Regions from separate parts of the Rattus norvegicus genome. Here region 2 is linked to region 1. The links are chromatin contacts, called in public Hi-C maps. All regions are on one chromosome and are shown on one strand. Each heading gives the region's core, a stretch centred on a gene start, on an enhancer-like site or on the middle of the called end of the contact. The rest is flanking DNA. Distances are from core to core; before and after follow the strand shown.

What was found. A called contact is a pair of places that touch in the nucleus more often than the background predicts.
Region 2: a Hi-C map of liver shows a contact between it and region 1, with 13 times the contacts expected there. The contact joins two enhancer-like sites. A contact is called at or near these places in 10 of 12 Hi-C or Micro-C datasets (the A7r5 cell line, Schwann cells, frontal cortex and 6 more) and 1 of 1 datasets of contacts at active chromatin or transcription factors (oligodendrocytes).

What each region holds. Positions count from the first base shown.
Region 1 is chr19:58,552,707-58,560,444 of GRCr8, reverse strand. No RefSeq gene overlaps it. Among named protein-coding and RNA genes, the nearest start is that of Syce1l, 22 kb to the right of the region's middle. Within about 2 kb of position 4,799, at least 4 of the 93 cell types and tissues checked have an H3K27ac peak or open chromatin away from gene starts, as enhancers often do.
Region 2 is chr19:58,873,612-58,881,349 of GRCr8, reverse strand. No RefSeq gene overlaps it. Among named protein-coding and RNA genes, the nearest start is that of Adamts18, 130 kb to the right of the region's middle. Within about 2 kb of position 4,424, at least 3 of the 93 cell types and tissues checked have an H3K27ac peak or open chromatin away from gene starts, as enhancers often do.

The DNA of each region.
Region 1 (7,738 bases), core at 3,550-6,049:
ATTAGACAGTTCAAGAGGAGAGACACCTGGCTGAGTGCATTCCAGGCTAGGGATCTTGAGCTAACGCCATCATGGCTCCCAGCAGCATCCCTAGCCTCTTAGGTAGGGTTTTCCTGTGAGTGCTGTAAAGTTTACAAATGTATGACCATTCTCAGGTCCTTTTGTGCTTGAGAAGGCAAATGGTTCCCATAGGAAAATCCTTTCCCACCCTGTGTTCCTAGTCCTACTAATTCCCACTGACTACTGTTAGAATTTGCAGGCAGCCATTGGAGTGGACAAGGCTCCTCCGTTGTCCTTACCAGACCAAAGCAAGGCACGCTTTAATGACAGTAGCTAAACTTTGGTTAATTGCAGGCTGCTCTGAAACCACTTACTTAATTAAGCCAGTTCAGGTCTCCGCGTCGCACTCGACCCTTTAGATAAAGGCCGTCAGACCGTGCTTTGGTGGGAATTCTCAGTGCTGTCTTTTGGTTCCAGGAGCCGCATATTTCATGAATTACTCTGTTTTGTTTTGTTCAAATAAGCTCCACTAAATTTAATCGGTCTGAGGAATTTTCCCTTCTTCACACCATTTGGGTCTCAAATTGGACACCGTTCCTCTGGGAATTGTCTCTGGCTCTCTTGCCCCCCACCTCTCAACCCCCACTCCTCCACCCTCACCACCCCCCAACTCCTCGACCCCCACTCCCACCTCTCACCATGGTGAAAGTGCTTTCTCATGGCCCCTCCCTGTGTTTTTAACACTATTATCACATTTATTTATGTGTTTTTCTCTGCATTTGTCTTTCTCTGTCTTAGCATATGAGTCTGTCTGTCTGGGCAATAAAATGCATGCGCTTGTGAAGTTCAGAGGACAACTTACAGGTATCTGTATCCCCTCTGGCCTGTGGGTCGTGGGGATCCAGATCAGGTAGACAAGCTTGAGAGCCAGTTCTTTTACCTTCTGAGACATCTCCCCGCCCCTGTTCCTCTGTCATGTGCCACGAGTCTCCCACCCGGAGGCTGTACTGTCAGTTCTTCTCATTAGACAGAATGTGTGGTAAAGCAAGGCCGGTGTCTATCTTGACCATTACTGTATTCCCAGCATGCAGCTCAGTGTAGACCAATTGTGTAGAAGCTTCCCTGTTAGGCTGATGTAGGTCATCAGCCCCAACCAAGGTTCCATCAACTCTCTTGTCAGGACACCAATTTGATGATGGGTTCCTGCTATGGATGTAAGGCAGTGGTGGTCCTCAACCTTCCTAATGCTGTGACCCTTTAATACAGTTCCCTGGGCTGTGATGACCCCCCCCATCACAAAATGATTCCGTTGCTAATGTGTAACTGTGATTTTGCTACTGTTACGAATCGTAATGAAGATACCTGATACGCAGGTATCTGATGTGCGATTCTCATGGGGGTCATGATCTCTCGGGTTGAGAAATCCTGATATAAGAGATCTGCTCTGCCCAGGTTTACCTTCTGCACAGGTCTGTATCTGATCAAACGCTCCCCAGCGTATTGGAGTAGGGGTGCAAGATGCTCGCCCCCCAGCAATCACCTCTCGCCAGCCTACACTGTAGGGAACAGCTGTAATCTTATGTTCCATCAGCTCGGGAGGCCCCAGGGTCTCAGCCTGCCGCTCCTCTGACACATTTCCAGTTGCCAAAACAAATTTCCAAAAGACTGCAACCGAAGCTTAGCACTAACAGTGGTCTGACCACGGGCGGGGCAGAAACAACTGATTGCATCTGCGGCTTAGAACACGATGCCTTTATTAAGGCCATGTGGGACTCACACCGACTTACCAGGTAGCCTCATTTTGCTGATTTACACTGGCCTTGCCGCCAGCAACAGCCTGCCTGGATGAAGAGAGTTACATTCCCTGCCATCTCACCTCAACCCCAGGATGTGTTAACACTGTAAGCAACAACTCTGGCCAACTTATTTCACCATGTTTTAAAATGTAAATATTTGAGCCTTTCATATAGTGTTATTTAAAAAAAAAAACTAAACAAACAAAAAAAAAACTGTGCTATGAGAATTTCATCGGGCCAGAATTCCACGTTTCATTCGACTTTACTAGAACTTGCCTTTAGCATAAAATTTTTTGTTCAGCACTTGGGAAAGGTTTTTTTTTTTTTTTTGACTCAAGGGCGTTCTATTTAGAAAAGAAAAACAAATTACAAGCGACTCTAAATTCCTTTCAGACAACTGAATATTCTCTCATGTTGTAAGAGAAGCCAGAGTTATAGAACAAAAACGGGCTTGGGTACCAGGCAAATGGGAGATTCGTTTTCTTGATGTTTTATGATGTTGGGGATCCAACCCAGGGCCTCACACCTGCTAAGCAAACCCACCAGGCCCCCAGCTCTAGGACTGAATCTGTTTTGTCTGTCCTGTGTATAGTCTTATTTAAAACAAACCAAGCAGCAAACCAAAGTGCCTAAGAGGAAACATCAAAACTCAACTTATCAAAGTGTAAGGAAGTGAAGATTCATTGCTTGTGGTGTCAGTTTATACATTGATGTGAGACGATACAAGTTCATTTGATACAGTATCAGGGGCCATGGCGGCAGGCCACATAGGATTGGTCCTAGTTCTCTCTTTCTTGGTTCCTGTGGAGACAACTCCTGCTCGACTTCTCCTCTCAGTGCTCACAGCTTCTAATAAACCCCCGGCACTGAAACAGGATTGGAGGATTGGGGAGGTGTGTTGCTTGACAAGGGGGTATGCTATTCCTGCAGAAGACCCAAGTTGGGGTCCCAGCAGCCATGGCGGGAAGTTTGTAAATGTCTGTAGCTCCAGTTCTAGGTATCTAATGTTCCCTTCTGCCCTCCATAGGCATCTGCAATTATGTGCACATACGCAAGCATAGACCGCACACAACACAAAGTAAAACCAACTTGAGGTAGAAACAAGTATTTAATGAGGAAGCTATTTCTGTGTAACTGCTGCGATACAAAAGCAAACGTACGTACAGTGTCATCTCTCTCCCCGTCTCTGCATCTGTTTCTCTGCTGCCCCGGCCCCACCCCCGCCTCTTGGCAACTTTGTAGCAGGCACATGTAGAACAGTTAAGGCTGGTGTAGAAAGCCACAAACATAAGAATGTTCCTGCAAGAAAGAACCGCCAGAGGCTCTGCCAGAGCCTTACTGATACAGATGAGGATGCTCGCAGGTAACCATCGAACTGAGCACAGGACCCCAGTGGAGGAGTTCGAGGAAGGACTGAAGGAGCTGAAGGGGTTTGTAACCTCATAAGAAGAATAACAGTATCAACCAACCAGAACCCCCAGAGCTCCTAGGAACTAAACCAACAATCAAAGAGTACACATGGAGGGACCCATGACTCCAGCCACATACGTAGCAGAGGGTGGTATTAGCATCAATGGGAGGAGAAGCCCTTGGTCCTGTGAAGGCTCCTTTCCCCAGTGTAGGGGAAATGCCAGGGTAGTGAGGCTGGAGTGGGTGGGTGGAAGGGGAAGCATCCTCATAGAAGCAGGGGGAGGGGAATGGCAGGGGGAACTGGGAAAGGGGAAAATATTTTAAATGTAAATACATAAAATATCCAATAAAAAAAAATGAAAAAAAAAAATGAAACCAGCTCTTCCACACCCAAAAGTGGAGCCTTGGCGCCCTCTGCTGTTCTCTCGGCATAGTGCGCCGCATCCTGAGTTATTTAGAGGGAGTTGGTGTGTCTCTGGGCAGATGCTGCCATCTCCTGGGTACAGCAGCGCTTAGCAACATCCAGGGTGTTAGACGTTGCAGGCTAGAAACCTCTCCATCTATGTGATTCCTATCTCCAAACCAGTCTGGAAGGTGAGCTTCTCATGGCCACAAAAATTCCGTCCAGCCTATCGAGCAGCTCTTTCCTCAGGAAATGAGTCACAAAGTCCCTCTCATGGTCATAGAAGCAGTAACAGCTGCAGGGGTGAGGAGCGCTGTGCAGCTCCAGGGAGCAGCTTTCACTCGTGCTAGGGCAGGCTTTTCAATGATGAAGCTGCCTTAAGGCACCCCCGCTGTTGTGAGTGAGCCTGGTAAATGCACTACTTCACGCCGGTGGGCCGCGGAGGTGCAATCTTTGGTCTATTGACAGTGCTGTATCCTGGATGAGGAGATGTTTGTCCGTATCTCCCAGGGAAAGTCACACAACATTGCCACCCATATACCAAACTAACCTTCCTGCTCTCAGCCCTCTGATCTTTGAAACAACTTTCTGAGGCACATGGCTTTCTGAAGGATCAGTGTTATGGATAATGTCATTGTAGAAAGGGTAAGAGGCATTTTTACCCAAAACTAATTTTTTACATGTTATCTACACATTAAAACAAATTATATATATATATGTGTGTGTGTGTGTGTATGTGTGTGTATGTGTGTGTGTGTGTGTGTATATATATATATATATATATTTACATATATGTAACAACAATTGAAGAAGAAGAGGCCTTGAATTTGGGAGGGAGAAGACAGATATGGCAGGGAATGAGGGGGGTTGAGAAAAAGGGAAATAATATAATTATGCTTTAATTAAAATTTTAAATGGGGGAAAAAGAAAAGGCAAATGGCCGTGTATTTTAGAGTAAATTACCATGTTAGTTCGAGTTTCTATTGGTAGCATGAACCACCATGACCTAAAGCAACTTGTGGAGAAAAGGGTTTATTTCATCTTCAACTCCTCAGGCACACTCTGCTATGGAGAGAAACCAGGGCAAGTGCTCAAGGCAGGAACTTGGGTGGGGGTGGGGGGAGCTAACACAGAAGCTGTGCGGGAATGCTGCCTGCTGGCTTGCTTTTTATAGCTTGCTAAGTTTGCCCTTCTTATACAACTCAAGGCCACCTGTCTGGGTGTGGCACCACACACAATGAACTGGACTCTCCCATACCGGTCATTAATTATGAAATTGCTCCACAGGCTTGACCACAGAACAATCTGGTAGGGGCATTTGCTGAACTGAAAGGGTTTGGGTTTTTTTTTCCCCCTGTGAAGAACTGACTGGGGACATAGACAGATACACTTGTAAACATACTACAGTGTATCTGGGCATCCAAACACTATGTGGTATGACACTCCACCATTTTATAAGTTTTATGTGTTGATTTAAAAAATTGTAAGAGGCCAGGAAGGAAGGGGTACACCTAATCTTAGCATTCCAGGGGCCGAAGTAGTAGGGGACTGCTATAAATCCAAAGCCAGCTTGCACTAAATAACACATGGCAGATTAGCTAGGGCTAAATAGGGGTGGAAAATCACCCAAACTCCAGAAGTCTCATCCTGAGACCAGCAGGAGTAGGACCGTTTCCCTCCTTTCTCTGGGCCTGCATGTTCTGGTCCATTGTAGCCTCAGGACCTCTACCTCCACCACCCTTCAGGTAGTCACGTAGCCTGGTGGCCAGGTTACAGGTTAAATGTCCTCTCTCCCGACAAGGACATGCCGGGCAAGCACCTGGAATTCCACTTTATGCAAAGGAAGCATTTGCAGCTCCCAGCACCCAGCACCAACCAATAATGTACACTCACCCTGAAAACCCCCACCCACTCTCCAAGGTTTATATAGCCCTTGCTCATCCCCCCAAAATAGAACGGTTTCACTAAAGGCTCTCTCCAAAGAAGGCTATCCTCTCACTGCCACCCAACCCCCATCCCTCAAACTCACACCAACCAAGATCCTGCCTAACCTACCCACCTACCCACCAACCCACTCGGCTAAGCTTCATTCCTTCCAGTCCAGCCCAGTGTTCAATGGTGCCTGGATATCCCAAGAAGAAACGCACACCTGGGTTGGCAGGGGTACAGAGAAAAGAACTTGTCTCAAATCAAACAAACAAATAAGAAATTGTAAGATGTCCAGGGTACCTTATCCAAAGTAAGCACCAATAAAAACCAGTTTCTACCTTGGGGGGGTTTGGAGGTGGACAGGCAGGGATCCAGGTGAGCAGTGGGGGTTGGGTGGGGGTGTGGAGTGTGTTCGAGGCAGTACTACAAAGGCATGCTTGCATAAGACCAGTGGGGAGGCCTGGTTGTCTGCAACAAGGACTTGGGGCTTAACCTTGTAGTTCATAGGAAATCAGCACTGTGATAAAGTGGTACAAGCTAATCATTTCTGACCACATTGTGGTTGATGAGTGGACATTTGATGAGACTAGAGTCAGAATGAGAAGGCAGAGACTTAGAGAAGCCAGGCAAGTGGCAAGGACAGTCAGGGAGGATGGTGACACTAAGAGGAAGGTGGTGAGAAGAAGGTTGGTGTGAGGAGCTCACTCAGCACGTAGGAGGGGATGATCACGTGACCAACTAAAATGTGAATTTTAATTAAAATGTAAGTTCCTGTCTTTGTGATGGAAAGCAAGAGAAGGTGACAGAAAGGCAGGCAGGAGACCCTTGGTGGCCTCTTGAAAGGCCTAGCTCCCAGGAATTCATTCTAATGTAGCTCTACATCTGTAAAATGACCAGCCAAGTAGGAAGGCTGACACAAACCCAGTCGTTTGTGGGACCTTCTGGAAAACAGCCTTCGGTGTTTTAAAAGCCATTCATGTCACAAAGGTAAAGACACCAGCCCATCTTAAAAATTGAAATAGCCAGGGGTTGGGGATTTAGTTCAGTGGTAGAGCGCTTGCCTAGCAAGCGCAAGGCCCTGGGTTCGGTCCTCAGCTCCAGGAAAAAAAAAAAAAAAAGATTGAAATAGCCACATTCCGCCTCCTGGCTAGTTTGACAGTGTGGCTAGCACTGGCCTATTCCGATAACTTTCTCAATTTTGCTCTGATCCAAAGCAATCATCCAGAGCCCCTAGAGGTTTATAAACAACTAAAATCGGTTAACCCTCTACAGCAGACTCCTGTGGGATGCTAAGAGCTGCATGGCTTTTAGACCCAGGTGGAACGAGCTGGGTTTCTCTGCTCTGTTACTGGTGTTAGATAAATGATAAAATCTCCCCAGGATTCAGTTTTCTCATTTATCAAGAAGAAAGAATAGGGAAAGAGGAGTTGTCACTACTGTGGCAGGCAGTATCGAGATTAACGTAAAAAAGCTCATTGCCAGAGAAAGACTGGAGCCTTCCTCCCCCAATTAGAGGCTACGTTGTAAGAATATAAGAAAGCAGAGACTGCCCAGAACAGCCTACTACCCCTTCACCGGTACTCAGCGGCAGTCTATTTGTGCCACCAGGGAACCCACAAACATTTGGGGAGAGTCTCCCTACCTTAATTAATCTAGATAATCCTCCGCAGATGCACCCAGAGGCTCGTTACCATGACAATTGTAAAACCTGCCCTCAAGTTCGCAGTTGAGATTGGCCTTCATAAGGATATCATATCGGGATAAACAACTCTGGAAGAGAAAGAAGCAGGATGGCGGGAGGGGCTTCGATGAAGGCAGCAGCAGCCCACCCTCGTAGGCAGTTTTAAAGGTGAGAGTTCTCCTTAAACTGCTCCAAACTCAGCCGAGGCCAGGGGTCTAGTCCCACCTCAAGGGTCCATTTATACTGCTAAGACAGCAGCCACACCCACCGGATGTGGGCCGCTCCAGGAGAATCGCAGGATTTTAGACCAGCTTAGTATAACACTGCATTTCCAAAGCGGAATAGGGTCCACTACCTGCTGGATGTGTGGAAGGAATGTGTGGGTGGCTCAGCGAATAGTCTCTGTGGAGTGTTGGGGGCACTGGTAGTGGCAATGGGAGCCGCTGGTGACTTCAACCAGAAGCCACATGGAGCGTGTACACCTGGACAGAATGTACCGTAGTGGCTTCTGCCGAGTTC
Region 2 (7,738 bases), core at 3,175-5,674, 320 kb before region 1:
CTCTGAATTATCAACCTTTTCCAGGCAAGATATGAGAAGAGGGGGCAGAGAATCCTGTCCCTCTTGCACCAGACTTTCATGCCCAGTCTCTCTGCCATACCCCCCGTCTTCTGATTGGTTTTATGGACTGCAGAAAGTGGGCTTCTGGCTTGGAGACAGAAAGCCAATGATTTGAATATCTGTCACCTGAAAGTTGCTTTACTGGAAGGGACATTAGGTTCCATTCTGTCAACATGGGTGGTAAAGATCTGTACAGGGCCATCGTTAAAGAAGTAAAGTCTGTTGAGGTGGTCTACACTATAATTCTGACCGTCAGCAGGTTGAGGCAGGAGAATTGTACATTCAAGGTCAGCCTGGGCTATATGGCAAGACCTTCTTTCAAAACACTAAGGGTTGTGGGTGCAACCCAGTGATAGAGCACTTACCTAGTGCGGGCAAAGCCCTGGATTCCATCTCCAGCATCACTAGTCTGTGTATACAGCTATGTACAGTGGTATCTAACCCCACTGTGGCCATCAAAGACATTCAAGGGACAATACCTGTTCTATTTTGCTTCCTGTGCGTTGGTATGATAAAATACTATAAGGAAAGCAACTTGAAGAAGGAAGGATTTCTTTAGCTTACAATGCCCAAGTTTGAGGAAAGTCAGGTAGGGATTTCAGGCAGAAGGCATAGAGACATGGTGCTTGGTGGCCCACTCTGTGTTTAAGTTCAGATAGCTTCCCCGTGCAGCCTACACTCGTTTGCCTCAGGATGGTGCTGCCACAGCGGGCTGGGCCCTCCAGTGTTAATTGTCGAGCAACACAGTGTCTCACATCCTCTAAGGCCAATCTGATCTAGGGAATTCTTCAGTTCCCAGGAGACCCTAGGTTTCGTCAAGTGGACAATAAACACTCGCCGATACAATGTCTAAGGTCCCTTAAAACTGGAATTGCCTGATTTATTTAAATTTGACTGTTTCCCCCTCAAAGAGAAACTGATTTTTGGTTTTAATAAAATGTCTAGTTTTCCTGACTCTGAATTCTTTATTTTTATCCCTGTGCCTTGACAGTAACTTCAATGTCTTTCATTGAGTGAGGCATGAACTTCACTGCCCTCAATTGCCATGTTATCAAGTCTAGCCATTTTCAAAAAAAAAAATTAACAGTGTCTCTAAAGTTATTTATTTATTTATTTATTTATTTATTTATTTATTTATTTATTGTATGTGATTTTACTGTAGCTATCTTCAGACACACCAGAAGAGGGCATCAGATCTCATTACAGATGGTTGTGAGCCACCATGTGGTTGCTGGGAGTTGAACTCAAGACCCCTGGAAGAGCAGTCAGTGCCCTTAACCACTGAGCCATCAACTCTCCAGCCCCTTGTCTCTAAACTTTCAAAGGGGACCGGAGAGATGGTTCATCAGTTAACAGCATTTGCTTTACAATCACGAGGACCAGAGTTTGGGTCCCAGTGCCAGTATAACAAGCTAGATATGCTGCAAACACTGGTAACTTCAGCTCCAGATGATTCAATGCTTTAGTCTGGCTTTTGTACACACACACACACACACACACACACACACACACACACACACACACACACGCCACAGACAGAGAGAGAGACACACATACAAATAAATAAAAATAAATCTTTAAGAGTTTAAATGTGAAAGGGAGCAAATGAATGGCCCATCACTAGAGTGTGAGCATGTGTCTATCACGTATGACACTCTAGATTCAATCCCCAATACTACAAAAGAAAATCAGGCTTTACACAATCAATGCATCTTCTTTTCCTTTAAATCTCTGGTGTGTGTGTGTGTGTGTGTGTGTGTGTGTGTGTGTGTGTGTGTGTGTGTATAATGCACACTACACACATGGAGATCAGCAGACCACGGGGGTTGGTCCTGGCCTTCCCCTTTATCCGAGACAGTGTCTCTGATATTTTAGCCTCTGTGCTACCCAGCCCTCAAGCTTCCTAAGACTCTCCCCTTTCTGCCTCCCATTTCACCGTAGGCATGCTGGGATTGCAGATATGTGCTATGATGGCTGGCTTTCCAGCATGAGCACTGGAGATTCAAACTTGGGTTACCACCCAACCACCACAACCACTTTATCCACCGCGCCAACTTCCCAGTCCCTGCATGCACTTTCTGTCTCAGACAGAAACTGAGGGAGACTCGCTAGGCACCACTGCTCCTTGTAGTCATAGCACCAAATGTGTGAGGAATTTTGGCTGCTGTGTAAACACCACGTGTCTTAGGCTCTGAGGCCCACTCTGGCCTGCTGGATCAGAGGCTTGGGAAAGGAAGGCCTTCCCATTCTGTTTTTAAATTATAATTTTTATTTTTTTCTTCAAATCTGATGCAGGTTAATGATCTTATCTCTCCCTCCCCCATTTACCTTCTCCAGCTTCCCGATATCTTCCTCAACACATTCCCTCATAAGCTTCATGTCATTTTTATTTATATATAACCCACTAAATCCAATTAGTGCTACACATGCAAACCCACACACATACAAACACACACACATGCACACGCACGCGCACACACACACACAGACACACACATACACACATGCACATGCACACACACACGCAAACACACATACACGCAAACATGCACACGTGCACACAGACACACAGACACACAGACACATGCACACACGCACACACATACAAACACACACACATGCACACACACAGACACACAGACACATGCACACGCACGCGCACACACACACAGACAGACACACACACAGACAGACACACACAGACAGACACACACACAGACACACACACAGACACACACATACACACATGCACATGCACACACACACGCAAACACACATACACGCAAACATGCACACGTGCACACAGACACACAGACACACAGACACATGCACACACGCACACACATACAAACACACACACATGCACACACACAGACACACAGACACATGCACACGCACGCGCACACACACACAGACAGACACACACACAGACAGACACACACAGACAGACACACACACAGACACACACACAGACACACACATACACACATGCACATGCACACACACACGCAAACACACATACACGCAAACATGCACACGTGCACACAGACACACAGACACATGCACACACGCACACACGCACACACGCACACACGCACACACACACACTCACACCCCAAAGCTATTGGCCTAAGCATTATACATACACAAGAAGTTTCAGAGTCATCATTTCTGGGAACAAAATGGATGGGTGGAAAACCACGAGGTTACAGATGGCGTTTACTATAGCAGAAGGAAGCTTCTCCGTCTGAGGCTGAGAGCGGCCCACCATCTTTCTGTGTCTACACATAAATATTTAGAAGGCAGACAGGCAGCATGCCACGCTCATCTTAAAGCACAAGATGCTGACGCCCGATGAAACTTCACGTTACCTGCCCCTTGAGGAGACCCCGTGGGTACAGTTCCAAGCCCAAACGCAAGGGGATGTGCCCTTGAAAGTATAATCCGAGCTGCCTGTGCTAAATACATTTAATGCTTGCACTTTGGAATCCAACATAGTTTCCTGAGTGGCCCCTAAGTGTTAGCCATGACACTTAGAGGCACTTCCCGTAGGGAATTTCCAAGTTCGTCTTTAAAAATGAGCTTACAAAGGGTTTTTTTTTTGGGGGGGGGTGGTTAATGTTCTTCTAGAGCTCTGCCATCCCGGAACGCCACACCTACTATACCATTTTGGAAAATGGGCTCATGAAGCCGTGCCACCTAGCCTAGGGTGACACAGGCTGTTACTCTGCCTCTGCCTGGAGAATCCATACCGCAGGGCTTTCTTCCCCTAGAAAGCTGTGATGTTCGGTTCCCACACTCCACCCGGTCCTTATTCAGGATCAACATCTCAGACTCTGTGCGTGGGCAACAGAAGAGCGGCCAGGCGGGTTTCAGCGGAAATCTCTCAGTCAGAAAGCCGATGCCAACTTTCCAGTATGACAGGCAGGAAACAAGTAGAGTGCAGGGGGAGTGGGGGTGTCTCTAGGAAGAAGGAAAGATACTTAGGGTGCTCAATAAGCGGGGAGACCCTGGCGTGACATCTATTGTGGGGAAGAGGGTCAAAGATTATTCTAACTGACTGGATATTCTTCACCTCCACCATGATTGACTTTTGTCCAGCACTAATGGGAAGACGTCTGATACCAACAGAAACGTTATTTTCACATCCCCCATGCGATACAGGAAATTACTGCCAGAAAGGGTCAGCCTGTGGCAAGTCCCACGGAGTCCTTCGGGCATCTCCTTCTTCCTGGGCAAATTAGCTGAAGGGTTTGCGGGCTTCTCTGAGAGGAGATGATGGAAATCACCGATTGAGCGCTCTCAGGAGGCAGAGGCAGACATGAATTGATGGAAGTGGGTAGGACTTCCCTCACGTGATTGCTTTTGCTCAGAAACTCTGCTCAGGAAATTGCGGTCGTTACTCAATAAGTGCTTCATTGACCTGCGACTTCCACGAAGTCCTTGAGAAAACAGCCTATTGGCAGGAGGGGTTGCTGATCTGAGCGAGGGAGCATGGTGCAGCATGCAGGCATAAACGATATGCCTTGTGGCTTTGCGATAACGTTGCTCGGAGTGACAAGGCCGGTGCAGCCACTTTCCAACTTACACTGGGGCACTGGCTTCATTTCTTTGCCTATTGCGGAGACAAAATTCTCTTGACAAAAGCTACTCGAGGGAGAAAGGGCTTAAATCAGTTCACAGTTCGAGGTGTAGTCTCTCAAATCAAGCCAAGACAGCAGGAAGCTGAAGCAGCTGGTTACAGTGTATCCACAGTTTTAAAAAAAAAAAAAATGCAAAGAAATGCACCGAAGCTCTGCTCACTTCTCCATTCTACAAAGTCCAGGATTATGGCCCAGGAAATAGTCCGAAGAAATCACTGTGTTTCTTCCGGTGTTTTTCTTTCTGCTGCTTTGAAAACTCCCATGACTGGGGCAGACTGCTGGGAACACTCACCAGGTAAAAGTCCTGCTAGTTATCCCAACCCTCTGGGGCGAATCCAGGTTCCAGAGATGTGCTGTTTTGAACCTTGTCCACCAGGTGGCAGCCTCCCCACGGTAACTGAAGCAACAGGCAACAGTCGGCTTATTCCTTATTCAGCTTTTTTTTTCTTTTTTTCTTTTTTCTTTCTTTTTTTTTTTTTTTTTTTTTTTTTTTTTTTTTTTTAATATTTACTGGGCAACTCCAGCAGGCTTGACACGGTACTGAAGAGGCGAATGATTCAGCCTCTGCCCTCAAGAAACTTACAAAGGCTTGGCTTCAAAAGTTCTGTCAGTCAGGCTGTGCTGTTTTGAATCTCTTAGATCTGACTCTTAAAAAAAAAAAGGCTAGAGAGAAAATGAGTTTCATGGAGTCCTTATTTGTAATAGGTATTGAGTTAGGCACTTTATGTCTAGGCTACTTCTTCCTCCCGACCCAAGAGGAGTCCTTCAAGCTGTCATTTTACAGAACAGGAAACTAGCTATATCTGGTTTTAATATCTGGAACCACAGGGCTGGTAAAACATAGCTGCTCCTCCCATCTTTAGAGTCTTGATTATGTCTTGCCGTGTCTTAGTTTCACGAAGTGATCAGGAGGTAGAGCCAGCCACAAAGGCTGCTGGGTATTTTTGACATACATTATGTCCCTGCCAAGACTCTGCTTTGGGAGGAAAGGCATCTCTTGGTCCTATCAGGGAGATAACAAGGGGCTCAGCCTGTGTTCCTACAAACCTCCCGGTAAGACATGGCATCCAAAGATATGTCCTCTATGTTCTCTGCAATGGTTTGCCCACAGTATTAGCACAGAAGCATTAAGACCTCCTGGTGAATTCGCCTAGCAGTCTGTGTATATGTTTATAGAACATGCATATTACAATGCAATCTGTAAATGTTATCTGGAGTAGAATCTGCGGTGCATTTGTCTGACAGCTCATGGAGGGCACGGTCCTGAGTGCGTCTGGCATATTCCAGTCCCTTTTGTTTCTCTGTGTTCCAACAGCCATCCTTTGAATTGTGTATTCCACACACAGATCTACTGTCAGGATTCCACCAAACAGAACTGGTACAAGGAATGAGCTCGTGTGATAGGGAGGCTGGTTTGTTCTAGAATCTGTTGTCTGCAAGATGGAGACCCGGGAAGTGAGGAGTATAGCTCGAACCCTGAGGAGGCCTGAGACCAGGGACTCCAATGATGTAAGTTCTAATCAAGTTCAAAGTCCTGTGGCAAGAGCACCATGGCTGTCCAAAGTTAGATGGCAAATGGATGCTTGAGTCCAGGCAGAGTGAATTCTTTTTTCCTCTGCTCTTTTGTCCTGTAATGGATGGACAGTGACCCCTCTTTATGAGGTACCGCTTTATCCAGTCTGTCAAGCCCGACCTCTTCAGGAAGCAGCCCTATAGACATTGCATATTGCTTCACGGGCTATCCGGGCACCACTCCATTCAGTTACGTTGACATATAAGCAGCCACGACAGCTTCTCCTCTTTGCTTTTTACACTTCAAAATGCTGCTGTCGGAGAGAGTGGCATCTGAGTTGAGAAACCTTGTGGGGCGACCTTCAAGAGGAGGCTGCTGGTGGGGAGCAGGAAGGGAGTGGGTTGGCAGGTCAGATCAGGGCAGGGCAGGGGACATGCCAAAGAAGAAGGCAAGCTCTGACAAAGTCACAGACAGGGGAGCTTCCGCCGGATCCCATTAGGACGACCTTGGAAAGTAAGCTGTGTCCTAAAATCTGGGGCAAGGGAGATGGGGATTTCCCAGGATTGCTCCTGACAGCCCTTTGTGAAGAGTAGGGGTGGGGGACTCGCTTATCCCAGAACTTGTGGCTTCCTATCTATGCCTGTGAGCAAAACCAACTTCATTCACCCAAGATCAGACTCTTAAGAGCACTGACAAAGGGTGAGGGAGAGCTCACTGACAAAGATATCCCAGGGCACGTGGGGAGGGCATTGACACATCCCCTGCACTCTGTGGTCTCTGGACAGCTCCATCTTCAATCTGACTTCCAAGCCCTTACAAAGGCCTATAATTTGTAGTACTCTGCAGCTCACCATAGGCGGAGGGTAAGCTAGCAAGTCACTAGTTCACACCTCCCTATAACAAACCCTCACCCTGTCCTTTCCCAACTGGCTGGCAGTGTTTTGCTTGGTCCGCTGGGGTTCACACTCTTTTCTCTTTTGCTGTCTGACTTCTGGTCTCTACTGCGATTGGAGTTAGCTCAGTTTGCCACCGCACCCTGCTGTACAAAAGCCCCATCACGCCCAGAAGGAAGGAGATGGGAGGCAGGCATGAACTCAGTGAAGTTTAGGGCGGCATCCATCCTGAGCCGATGCTGGTCAGACCCTGCTGTGGGGTGGGTGGGTGTAGAGTTCGATGTGATCGACTGGATTCCACTTCCTCAGGGGAGGGGGTGCACACACACACTGCACGGGGATAATGCAGTATGCCTGTGGTGAGCAGAGGACAACGTCATGTGCTCATCCTCAACAGCACCCCACCTTTTGTGAGAGAAGGTTTTTGAATAACCTGGAGCTTTGCAGCTTAAGTCAGGGTGGCTGGTCCTAGAGAATGAGGGACCCTCTCAAGTCTCTACTTCCCATCTTGAGGCACTAGGATTAGGTAGAGTTGGGTGGCACAATGCCTTGTTCTTTACTTGGGATCTGGAGAATCTGAACTCGGCATCCTCATGCTTGCAGCTCTAAGCTATTCATAGCTCTAGATG